Regions from separate parts of the Macaca mulatta genome. Here region 1 is linked to region 2. Evidence: chromatin contacts called from public Hi-C data. All regions are on one chromosome and are shown on one strand. Each heading gives the region's core, a stretch centred on a gene start, on an enhancer-like site or on the middle of the called end of the contact. The rest is flanking DNA. Distances are from core to core; before and after follow the strand shown.

Evidence for each region. Hi-C and Micro-C count contacts between places; a contact is called where the count stands out from the background.
Region 1: a contact with region 2 is called in a Hi-C map of fetal cortical plate, with 2.3 times the contacts expected there. The contact joins the promoter of PCNX1 here to the promoter of LOC144329789 in region 2. A contact is called at or near these places in 5 of 14 Hi-C or Micro-C datasets (CD4 T cells, cortical neurons, fetal cortex germinal zone and 2 more).

Annotation. Positions count from the first base shown.
Region 1 is chr7:144,048,041-144,051,269 of T2T-MMU8v2.0, forward strand. It overlaps PCNX1 (pecanex 1), which reads left to right and starts at 1,508. Exons shown (of 36, transcript NM_001260747.1): 1 at 1,508-1,666. The coding sequence starts at 1,514.
Region 2 is chr7:143,966,871-143,969,805 of T2T-MMU8v2.0, forward strand. It overlaps LOC144329789, which reads left to right and starts at 1,556. Exons shown (of 3, transcript XM_077938820.1): 1 at 1,556-1,790. The coding sequence starts at 1,556.

The sequences.
Region 1 (3,229 bases), core at 258-2,757, 81 kb after region 2:
TGCTTATGAGCAATAAGTGGCCATAAGCATTTGGACAATCACTTACTTGAGTTTACAGGTTTTCTCATCCATAAAATAACAATAGCTGCTATGCTGCCCTCAAAGGGTTGTCCTGAGGTCTGAATGAAGTGGGTGTGACAGTGTTTGAGCAACTATAAAGTGGTATGGCACTGGGAGGTATTGTAACGGTTTTTCATTACTCTTCTTAAAATATCACCAATTTCCTTTGGCTCTTGTTTCCCTCATTAATTATAGCAACTTGAATCTGGGAATACAGAGTACTTTTATTGCTATAAAAGCCAAACTTCAATAAACTCAAACTTCAAACTCTTTTTTAGAAAATTTTATTCAATGAGATCAGACACGCCTTATAAACATTACACAGAGCCAAGAATGATTCCGTTTTCACAGCTATAAAAAGAGACCTACAAGACCCTGTTGTAATTTGGGGTGGAGTCACAGTTAATCTTTTTCAACCCTGTTGAGATTGGCCCATTGATAAAAATGGCTGCTAGTTACAGCACATTTAAAAATACAATCACCGCGTTCAAATGGTAACCTGTCCACTCCGTACTTCCATGTTCTGTGCCACTTCTATTAACTCGTTTTTGGAAGTAGTACATTCTCCCAATCTGGAAGTGGCTATTTTTTCCTCACACACAGGCCAACACAGTTCTTGCTGAACTTGGATGCGTTTATGACTTTTCAACAGTGTCATCAGCCTTCAGTATTCTTCCAGGCCTTCAGTATCTCAGGTGGTTAGCTTCAGTTGTTCCTAGGTCTTTCATAAACATCATAAATGACAGGCGGGACGCTTTTCTGGAGTCAAGGTTAGTTTCGAAGTCGGAAAGACCCCGGTTAGAGACTGGTAGGTGAACTTGCCAGGGAGTCTACCACGGGCAGAATGGGGTCTCCTGGACCTGCCAGCCGCGTCTCCGCACCTCCGCAGTCCCCGGGGCCCCGGCCCCGTGCCGCGTTGTCGCGCGCTTCCCCCGGACGTCAGCAGGAGGCGCCCGCGGCGGCCCAGGCGCGGCGCGCACCCGCGGGTAGCCGGCCCAGGGGGCGGAGGGAGCGGAGAGGAGGAGCTGGAGGGGGCGCGGCTTCCTCTCCGTCGCTCCCGGGCGCCGGGCCTCCATCTCTGCCGGGCCCAAGGCTGGCGGCCGGCGGGGGTCGCGGCGGCGGCAGCGGGGGCGCTGGCGGGCCGCGGGTGGCGGGGGCCGGGCCGCGGCTCCGGGTGTTAGGAGACAAGATGGCGGCGGCACTCCGGAGGCCGGTCTCCTCCTCTCCGCCGTCCTCCGCCCCGCCGCTCGCCGCCTCCTCCTCCCGGGTCTCCTCCTCCTCGTTCGCTGCCTCCTCCTCCTGCAGCAGCACCAGCGACCGCCGAGGCGCCGGCTCGCTCTCCCGGAGCTCCGGAGGGGGATAGACGGGGCAGCTGCAGGCTCCGGCGATCGAGGCCGAGCTGGGGCCGGGGCGGGGACGGCGGCGGCGGCGGCGGCGGCGGCGCCGGGTGGGGATGGGGTCGCAGACGCTGCAGATCCTCCGACAGGGGGTGTGGGCCGCGCTCAGCGGGGGCTGGTACTACGACCCGCACCAGGCCACCTTCGTGAACGCGCTGCACCTCTACCTGTGGCTCTTTCTGCTGGGCCTGCCCTTCACCCTTTACATGGTGAGTGTGGGGGCGGGGAGCGGGTGGCTCCTTCCCCGCGAACCGGTGGGGCGTTGCTGGGGTCGCGCCCTCTTCCTCTTCCTCGGGGTCTCGTCCCCTGGGGGCCGCCACCCGCTCGGTGTGAGGCTCCCCCGCCCGCGCTGCGTGCTCCCACTCCTCTCTTCGGGGCTTCCCCGGTTTCGGCGGTGACACGAGCAACGAGCCCACGGCAGCTCGCGCCGGCTGCCCCCGCCCGCTCATTGGGAAGCGGCAGCGTCCTAGGCCCCTTCTTGGGGTTTCCTCCCACGGCCACTCGGCTAGGCCTTCCCCGTCGGGGCCCACCGCCCGTGGGGCTGTGTGGCAGGCGCCGAGCGCTCTGCGCCTTTAGGGGACGCCGCATCCATCCTTGGCTCGCTGGGTTCCTTGGGCACCGGGCACTGCCCGCCCCCGCCGCGGCCCTCGCCCGGGGCTCCCGGGAGAGGCCGCCCGCCGCCTCGCCGGTAATCCGCGTGCGGAGCGCGGGGGACCGTGCTGCTCTGCTCTGAGTGCGTGTGGGGGTCGTCCTCCAGGGGTCCTGGGTGGTGACTGAAAACCCAGCTCGGAACCTTCCTGCCTCTAAAAAACCGTTGTTGTGCTTCGCAGCGGATCTTTTCTGTTCAGCCCGGGGGTTGGTGGCCGTGGTGCTTCCTGGCCTCCCTGGGGGAGGGAGCGGGGAGATACGGGGAATCTGGCTGGCCTTTCAGCGAATTTGTTTGGGTTGGTTCAAGGCCTTTGGCGGATAGGAATAGGGAGAGTACTGCCTGTTGCTGAATTCGGTGCGATCAGCTTCTCTGAATCATCTCTGTTTTTAAAGCGACATTGAAAGTTGTTAAGCACAGTTTTTAAAGCACTTTAGGTTAGGGTGGGGCGTTAGGGAAACTCTTGTGGACAGAGATGATACTTAAAGCTTCTTACAAAATTTTAAAGTAGTCAGAGGGGAGGAAAGGATCCGAGCTTTTTATTTTAGGAGAATTCGTTTGAATATATTTCTGCTAACTTTGAGGTTCTTCGTGGAGCTAGAGACAGGGTGCTGAGTTAGAAAATCCCGGAGTACCACTATGAGAAGTGCAAAAGGTGAGGACACCCAATTCTTCCCTAAGTGAAGCTCAGTTTCACTAATTGGCAGGAAAATTGCTTGGGGGAAGATGTGCTAAATTTCACATTCTCAAGCAGATTCACATTTTTCCTTGAAATTGTTTTGAAGGGACTTATTGTTTGAGGTTAAAAAAAAAAGCAATTAAGAAATGCTGATGGCTTGTGGCTTATTTTATTAGGGGGACTTGTTCAGTCTTGTTGCATTCTGAACATTTATCGTGAAGTGTTATAATTTTCAATTAATTCTGGCCTAGGGAGTTCTATTTGCACTACTATACCTTCCAGGAATATGACATCATTAATGAACGGGTTAATTACTTTGGGTGTAAGAATCCTCAGGCTGTCACAGCATTTTCAAAGCAGGTATCTTTTATGTCCAGAAGAATTGCAGATTTAAAACTGAAAATGATTTTTGAGAGGTAAGGATTAGTTTCTGGGTCCAGTATAAGA
Region 2 (2,935 bases), core at 306-2,805:
TAGCTGGAGGGAAACTGGGAGCTGTCTTAATGCAAAACTCAATTTCACATTCAAAGAAACTGAAGTGTAGAGAGGATAAGTGACTTGCTAAAAGGTCCGCGCTAATTTGGGGTCCTTCGTCTTTTATTCTACTCATTCGTTTATTCAGCAAATATTTATACATGTGTCTACCACGTGTCAGACACCATTCAAGGCACTAGAGATAAAATAGTGAACAAAGCAAACAAAAATCCCTTCCTGCAAAAATCCCTTCATCTCTTCCCTTCATAAAGCTCATGTTCTAATAGGGGAAACAAAGTAAGCAATTAAACACATAATATCAGATTAGAGAGGGGTAAATGCAAAGAAGAAAAGAAAGGGAAGGGGGGATGTGAAACATTAGGAGGGGCTACTTTTTGGAGTGGCCAGAGAAAAACTCATTGACAAGGTAACTGGTGACTTTTTTTTTTTTTTTTTTGAGATGGAGTCTCACTCTGTGGCCCAGGCTGGAGTGCAGCGGCACGATCTCAGCTCACTGCAGCCTCCACCTCCCAGTTCAAGTGATTTTCCTTCCTCAACCTCCCAAGTAGCTGAGACTACAGGCGTGTGCAACCATGCCCAGCTAATTTTTGTATTTTTAGTAGAGACGGGGTTTCACCTTGTTGGCCAGGCTGGTCTCGAACTCCTGACCTCAGGTGATCCACCTACCTCGGCCTCCCAAAGTGCTGGGATTACAGGGGTTAGCCATGGCACCCGGCCAACAAGGTGACTTTTGAATAAAGACACCTGAAAGAATTTAGGAAACCAGCCATACAGATACAGGGGAAGAGCATTCAGGCAAACTGCACTGTAGTGCAAAGCCCTAAGACAGGAAAATGCCTGTGTATTCACGAAAAGATAGCAAACTCAAGGGTGGTAAGAGCTACAAGAGGTAGGGTGTCCTATTCACATGGGGTCCTTCAGGTCAAAGGAGGACTTTGGTTTTACTTTAAATGAGACAGCCTATTGAAGAGGTTTGTTTTTGTTTTTTGTTTTTTTCTGAGACAGGGTCTCACTTTGTTGCCCAGACTGGAGTGCAATGGTGTGATCTCGGCCCATTACAGCCTCAACCTGCTGGGCTCAAGCGATTCTCCCACCTCGGCCTCCTGAGTAGCTGGGACTACATGCATGTGCCATCACACCCAGCTAATTTTTGTTGTTGTTTTGTTTTGTTTTTCGTAGAGACAAGGTCTCACTATGTTGCCCAAACTGTCTCGAACTCTTGGGCTCAAGCAATTCTCCTGCCGTGGCCTCCCAAAGTACTGGGATTACACATGTGAGCTACCATGCCCTGCCACACTGACGATTTTAATGAGCAGAGGAGTGGTGTGGTCTGCCTTTTCAACAAGATCACTCTGGCTACTGGGTTTGCAACAGGCTTCAGAAATCAAGTGCGGGGACTGTGAGAAGGAAGGGGCTATTCAATAAGCCTGTCACGGGATAACAGCAAATTAGAAAAGGGAGGTGACAATGGGTATGGTGAAAAGTAGTCAGAATTTAGAAATACATTTTGAGGCTAGACCAACCAGGTTTGCTGATGAATCAGAAAGGGAACAAAAGAAAGAGAGGAGTCAAGGATGACATCAAAGTTTTTGGTTTGAGCGACTGGAAGGCTAGCATTGCCATTTATGGAGAATGTGGGAAAAGCTGGTTTGGGGGCAAATCTCAGCAGTTTAATGTTAGACATGATAAGTTTGAGATCACTGTTCTATACCCAAGTGGAGATGTCAAGTGGGCAGTTGATTACGTCGTCTGGAGTTCTTTCAAGAACTGTTAGACGACAACAGTCTAGTCCCTGAGAACCTTAACTCTATAAAATGACTAAGGGCGCAATAATGAGTAGAAAACATTAAGACTCAAATGATAAAATACTTTCTACTTTAACATGTGGTTTTCCACATTTCTACTCAATGAGACATTTTAAATGGCTCTGCCTTTCCTAGTTGAAGGCTGTGAATCTTTTGCTCACAAACACGAGTCTCCTGACACTGATGAGACCTCTAAGACACTTGCCTGTTCTCTGGGTTACTGGGTGGAACCCTTTGTGAAGTCAGTGGGAGCCCCAGAGAGCAGCCTGTTGGGCCGGTGGAACATCAGGGAAACTCTCCCGTGCTTTGTGTTTTATGAAAAGTAGGGGACATTCCAATCCGAAGCCTTTCTATCTTTGCTTCCTTGGGTTTTGTTGATGTCAGGTGCAATTGCTTGCAGCTTCATGATCTGTCTCCTCAGTATTTTATAGTCTGCCCTCTTCCCCTGCTCTGTACGTGATGGAATTGCCATTCTTTTGCATGGATACACTCCTTCTTGGGATGTGGGCAAGGGATGGCAGAGTGACTGAGAGCTTATTGAGTACTAGGGAGTAGGTTAGGCACTGATAGATATACCATCCATTAGTACGCAAAGACGAACCCACCGACCTACCAGCTGTACCACTCACTGTAATCACAGCCAACATTTATATAATATTTTAGAGTTCAGAAAACACTTTTACAGACAGGTGCCGGTATACTGACTAAGAGTACATACAGACTCTGAGGCCAGGCTCAGTGACTCATGTCTATAATCCCAATGCTTTGGTAGGCCAAAGCAGGAGGATCTCTTGAGGACAGAAGTTCAAGACCAACCTGGGCCACAAAGTGAGTCCCTCCCTGTCTCTATAAAAATTAAAAACTTTGCCAGATATAGTGGTGCACACCTGTGGTCCCAGCGACCAAGAATTCAAAGTTACAGTGAGCTATGGCAACACTGCGCCACTGCACTTCAGCCTGGGAGATAGAGTAAGACCTTGTCTATTAAAAAATATACATATACAGACTCTGGAACCAGGTTGCCTGAGTTGAATCTCAGTTCTCTCCAGTTCTGCTGTGACTCACTGTGTGGTCTAGGACAATTTACTTAGCCTCTCTGTTAAGTCTCA